Regions from separate parts of the Xenopus tropicalis genome. Here region 1 is linked to region 2. The links are chromatin contacts, called in public Hi-C maps. All regions are on one chromosome and are shown on one strand. Each heading gives the region's core, a stretch centred on a gene start, on an enhancer-like site or on the middle of the called end of the contact. The rest is flanking DNA. Distances are from core to core; before and after follow the strand shown.

Region 1 (2,988 bases), core at 453-2,952, 43 kb after region 2:
ATTTATTTATAAAGCACCAGCAAATTACACAGCACTTCACAATAAAGTTAAACAAACAAGGATCTTAAAAAGTTTAACAAACAAGGGTATACACAGTAACAATATGAACAGAGGGCCCTGCTCACAAGAGGTTACAATCTACAGGGGTAGATTAGAAAAAGATTGGAAAAAACTGTAATAAAGTATTTCTCAGACTGACACAAAGTACTACCAAGAAAGAATGTGGCGTCATAATAAATCCAGATCTGAAACTCCCACTTTATGCTATTATGTTATGCAGCACTCCTTCTTGCAGTTTTGATTAAATTAACGGTGTTCCACATTTGCAAAGCATTTAAAGTGTGCATTTACAAAGTCATGGTTCTGTTACGAAACCAGCAGAAACAGCAGTGTTTTAAAATGTGTACATATGTCTATATACTGTGGATTTTCTTTGTTTAAAAATTAAAATCTATCTATTGCTATTTTTAGCTCTATCTACAATCACGGTTTACCTGGAGAGGAGCTCGTCTGTTGCGCCCCCTCCTGCAGTTCACCCTTCTCATGATGGCGTTCTACACAGGACTGTCCCGTGTTTCTGACCACAAGCATCACCCCTCTGATGTGCTAGCAGGTTTTGTGCAAGGGGCCCTGGTTGCTTACTGCATAGTAAGTATAATTATTTCAGTTGTGGGGAAACTCCATACAGAAAATTAAAAAGGCAACCTACATTCCCATAATATACAAAATATACAATGTGTCTGGACTGTATCTACAAAAAAACGCAAAATGTTACTATTTCATGTAATTCTCATTACATAGTATTCTACATTATTGTCATCATATATAGATTTTTTTATGAATAACCTGAATAACTATATATACGGGTATGGGATCTATTATCTGAAGTGCTTGGGAGTTGAGGTTTTCTTGAAAAGGGGTTTTCCTATAATTTCAATATTATAATCATGGATACATTTTATTTTGAAATCACCTTACCTTAAGTAGTTTTGGCTGTAGCATATTTAAACTACTTTGAACTCTAAGCTATACTGTAGTGCCTACTCCCACCAAACAGTTGCTTCACTGCCCTTTGCTTATCCCACTAGTTCAGCTTTTTTAATGGAATATTTAACTTTTTAATGAATGGGCAACTCTAAAAAAAAGGGGGTTTAGTTTTGAAACTCCAGCCCCACCTACTCTATTACAAAACAGTAAGTAAAAAAAATACATGGTTATAGGTTATGCCATGTTGCAGCTGAATGCCACATGGGTTATGTGACTACTGCATTAGATATGGTAGCTAGGGGACCTTACACATCTGCTTAGCTTTTCCACTGGACCCCATCCATACTTCCATTTCTGTAAAAATCGTTTATAAAACATTATATTTGCTTATGTTTGTGGAACTTGCATACATCAGAGAGAAAGATCATATAAACAAAACAGAGCTTAAAATAGTATGATACTGAACTTTTATTTAAATGTTACTGTTTTTAAACTTTGTGTAGTAACATTTCAACCACATTTATTAACTGCAAAGTGTGTCTGAACCAGATAATGCTTTTCAGCCGGTTTCTGCTTTGTGTTACAAATTTAGTCATTTTGCAAATAGAAAAAAAGACAATCCTTCGTTAACATACAAAACAGAAAGACATTCGTGGTGTCAGAAGATCAGATGCAAACACATTTGTCAGTAGAAGGGTATGTCTGTGTCTGGTCAGTGCAGAAAGATGAGTCCATTCGTACTAAGAGGCTGCTTAAGATACATGGCAGGGACACATGAGGTTTGCAACTGGATGACGCAGTGCAGTTAAAAAGGAAACAGCTGGTTGACAAAGCCATAAACTTCCAGTTTGAATTATTTTCACACCAAAGAAAACCCATAATATGAATGTGCATGCCCTTTTGTCTTAACAAGCACAAAACTTTAGCTGTCTGCAAATCTGTTATTCTACTTTATTCTGTAATTACTGATATTCAGTAATGATATACTACATTAAATTTGAATTGACTCTTATTGGTAGCAGATAATTAGTATATCATTTACAACAGAAAAATACAACTAAAATTATACATTTAATCAGGTAGATATGGTAGACAGCAAAATTACTTTTGGTAGGGATTTAAGACAGTCCCCGCTGTCCACTATAACATTAGCTATCTTCATGTTCAGTAACAAAAGATTCTTAGTTAACAATATTATGAAACTTTTCTGTCTAGCATTGTTTGGAACTGTATGTAATGCATCAGACTTGACCTTTGCTAGATGGAACACTGCCCAATTCATGTTTTAATGAATGTGGTTTGAAAAAAAACCTTATCCACAGTGACTAAGAGTGCTTTAAGAGCCTCTTTGCTTTCCTCAATCTGCCATTAATGCAGTCTACGCAAATGTTCAGAATGAAGATGAATGATCTAATTCTTCTGAAGCATTTGCTCTTTCCTGATAGCACATAATCTTGGTAGCCAAATGCAGCAATAATATCTCAATGCAACAGCTATTATACAATTATGAGTGACCCCCCCACCTCTGTATACTTCAGGCATTAAATGAAATCTTTGGACCAGTAAAATGTCATAGGAAACATTTTTTTTATGACCCAAGAAAACACCATTCATACATTATAAATGTTTTGTTAACTACATTTTACCTACTTCCCTGCTTAGTTTACATTCAATTATTGCTAGTATGCTTCAGTAACCAGTCATTTGAAACCAGCGCCTCTCATTATTTCACCACTTTACTTTATAAGGAAGCATAGATCATATACAGCTGGTTCCCATTTACATAGTTCTCATTGCCTGTAATTTAAGTGAAGATGAACTGTGCCTTTACTCCCTGTGAATTTTAGCATAGCATAACTTGAACTGAACTTATTAATTTGTTTCACCTTTTTGTTGGTAGAGATTAATGGACTTGTCTATGTAATATCCAACACAAATTAGCTGATCCCCTGAAACACAAATTTGTAAATTCAGTATTTTTTAAGTGAAAAGGGAGCAAGT
Region 2 (2,994 bases), core at 283-2,782:
AGCAACAAGAGCACCAAATATAGCACCACATGTATTTACAGATATATGGCTACATGCATGGATTTGTTGTGCTTCTAAGCCAACTAACAAACTGTTTCGTTGACAATTGGACTATGCATAACTGTAACATGACACATGAACTATTACATGGTATATGTCAAAATATAATATAGTCCGATTTATTTTTGTGTCACTATAACTTTGCTATATGAAGCTCTATTTAAATTTCATGGCCTCATCTATAATTAAATGCTAATTAACTAAGCTGAGCACTAAGGGCTCTGGCACAGGGGGAGATTTGTCGCAGGCGACTAATCTCCCCGTGTGCCAGAGCCCTAAAGCATTATAAGCTTTACGCATACTGCAACCATTAAAATAACTGAATAATTATAAATTCCTTATTTATGGCATGAATTGTGTGTGTACATATACAGTGGCCATATATATATATATATATATATATATATGGCGGATAAAAAGCAAATTGTGGGTAAAACTTCGCCCCTGTACAAAATTTATAATGAAGTAGTAGAATTCCTATCACATGAAGATGAGTGTAGGACTGGCCAGACTGGGCATGACGTAGTTGGCCAGCTTAAATATATTGCAATATAGTGATGGCCGAATCCTTCCATTTTTGATTTGCCAAAACTTTGCAAAATGCATTGAAGTCAATGGGCCATAATTTTTTCTATCACGCAACAATTTTTTTTCAGCTATTGGAGTGTGTTTTTTGCGGCAAAACCTGGCAAATATTGTCGCTTAGCGCTAATATGGACAAAAAAATCCCTGTTTTGCTTAAATGGGAGGGCATTTCTTGGTAGCTTAATGCACAGAATGCCTTAATGTCCTATGTATATATTCATAATGGGGACCTTGCAGAGGACCTCTTGTTTTTGTCTATATATTTTGCTGTCACAGCTTAATTCCATCAAATAGTAGCAGGTGCACTCCTTCAATCTATCAGTGCCTTGGTACTCCCATTTGGGGATAAAATATCCATAGACAGTAATGGTATACTTGTGAATCATAGTAATACAAAGAAAACTATTTGTTAAGTCAGTGTTTCAGGTTTAGGGATAATTATCAAGACTAAATAAGTTTAGAAGAGGGTCCCTGAGATGACTGAACGTTGACTTAATACATTTTTTTTGTGTATTCCTAAGACTTATAAGGCCACTCCCATAATCGCACTCCCTTTGCAAAATCAAGTAGCTGGGTGTCAGTGAAAATATAAATCACAAAAGTACTGCACTTTCAAGATTAGCAAATAATAAAGAATAGAAATAAAGAAATTAGACTAATCCAATAAATAAATAAGATTACAACACTTTTGTATATATATGTACAGTATATAGTAGTATACATTACTATGCAGTAAAAAAGAGAAAAAAGAGAAAAGTCTATTAGAGAATGCCACTTACTGTTTGGGTAGAAGGTATTAAGAGTATGATTAATGGCAAGAGGAACAAAACACATGGCACATTGCATTCTTTAGTAACCGTGAAACTCCACATTCAGTCTTTATCCTACTAGTATCTTCTCAGTGTTAGCATGAATAGTTCATTGTGTTACACCGAAACTTGCATTTTAATTAAGTGCCCCCACTGTCAGTGAAAGTGTTGTTTTCAATATACTTTTTACTTCAATATACTTTTTAACAGGTTGATTAAACCAAACTGAAAGCCTAAACTGCTAAAGCTATTCCTTACAATAACACTTGATTTCAGCATAGATAGTGAATGTATGGTACAGCAGTACAGTAGTGGCACATGATTCACATTAGAAAACATGCATATGTTTACATCCCACATAGAGTAAGCAGATTCTACTCTAAAGAGGTAAAATGCATTATACCTAAATGGGAAGCCAGTCCTTCAGGTGTAAGGCAAAACTATGGAATCTATATTATTCATGTTACATATAACAATACATTAATACAGCATATTCATTAACATAAAAAACATCAGCAAACAATTGCCTCTAGAAAAAACCCTTTGTTTGGAGTGCACAGACCACCCATGAAAGAATCATTGCATCTGTCATCCCAGGGGAGAAAACACAAACATGGAGAAGATTATAACTGCAGTAAGATTAACACATATACACATGTATACATATATTTGTGTTACTCTTCCTTACTACAATTATACTTAAAGTTTATCGACAAATGTAAGGTACAGTATGATGGGAATAAGTAAGAGTAAATGTGTTTTAAAAACATCTGTTTTCAAAAGCCAGGTTTGTAATTTTCCAATTTTTGTGCATTTTAACATTTAGTTGTCCATTTGAACACCAGCTTTATGAATTTCATGTACCTAATTGTCAGAATAGTTTAAGAAAAACTTAAGTTGGTATGTTTTCTTTTACAACAACTTTTTTTTAGAATTAATAAGGTCAAATTAAATTAGTTTAAATGAAACACAATTACTCCAACTCTGATTCTACACACACTATTTTGATGAAGCTAGCATAAATAGAAATGAAAACATTCAATTATATATTACTAAATTTGTCATTACAAATTATATGATTTTCTGGTGTAAACAAATGTTTTACTCCACATTCAAATGTGACACTTTTGTGATTCCCCTACCATGTGCCTTGTACAAGGAAACCACTTTATTTTGTAACACACTATGAACACTAGGTGGCAGTCTTATACTTCTTTTGAAGCAAGTGGACAGAGTTACACTATTGCAAATTACACCACTCACTTCAGGCTGCTCATATAATATAGTCAGTTTTTTAAAGAGACACTAGTGTTGTGCTACAAAAATCCAGTAAACAGTACCGGACAATTAATAATAGTCTCACACTGACAGCAGAAACATTTTGGTAGACGTCAACAGTACAGTGCTTTAGAATGTACAACTGCCCAACAGCACCCGATAGCACAACTCATTTTTTGTAGCACAGAAAAATATATGTGGTAGCACCCAAAATCAAATATTATATTGAATATCATAATAAAAGTAAAAATAAAAGTGAAAC

The links. Hi-C and Micro-C count contacts between places; a contact is called where the count stands out from the background.
Region 1: a contact with region 2 is called in a Hi-C map of gastrula embryo, with 2.5 times the contacts expected there. The contact joins two enhancer-like sites. A contact is called at or near these places in 2 of 5 Hi-C or Micro-C datasets (gastrula embryo and neurula embryo).

What each region holds. Positions count from the first base shown.
Region 1 is chr4:87,648,424-87,651,411 of UCB_Xtro_10.0, forward strand. It overlaps plpp3 (phospholipid phosphatase 3), which reads left to right. Exons shown (of 6, transcript NM_001016858.4): 5 at 472-648. Among named protein-coding and RNA genes, the nearest start is that of plpp3, 34 kb to the left of the region's middle. Within about 2 kb of position 1,703, at least 2 of the 11 cell types and tissues checked have an H3K27ac peak or open chromatin away from gene starts, as enhancers often do. A contact at or near this core is called in gastrula embryo, where this site is marked.
Region 2 is chr4:87,605,624-87,608,617 of UCB_Xtro_10.0, forward strand. No RefSeq gene overlaps it. Among named protein-coding and RNA genes, the nearest start is that of plpp3, 8.9 kb to the right of the region's middle. Within about 2 kb of position 1,533, at least 3 of the 11 cell types and tissues checked have an H3K27ac peak or open chromatin away from gene starts, as enhancers often do. A contact at or near this core is called in gastrula embryo, where this site is marked.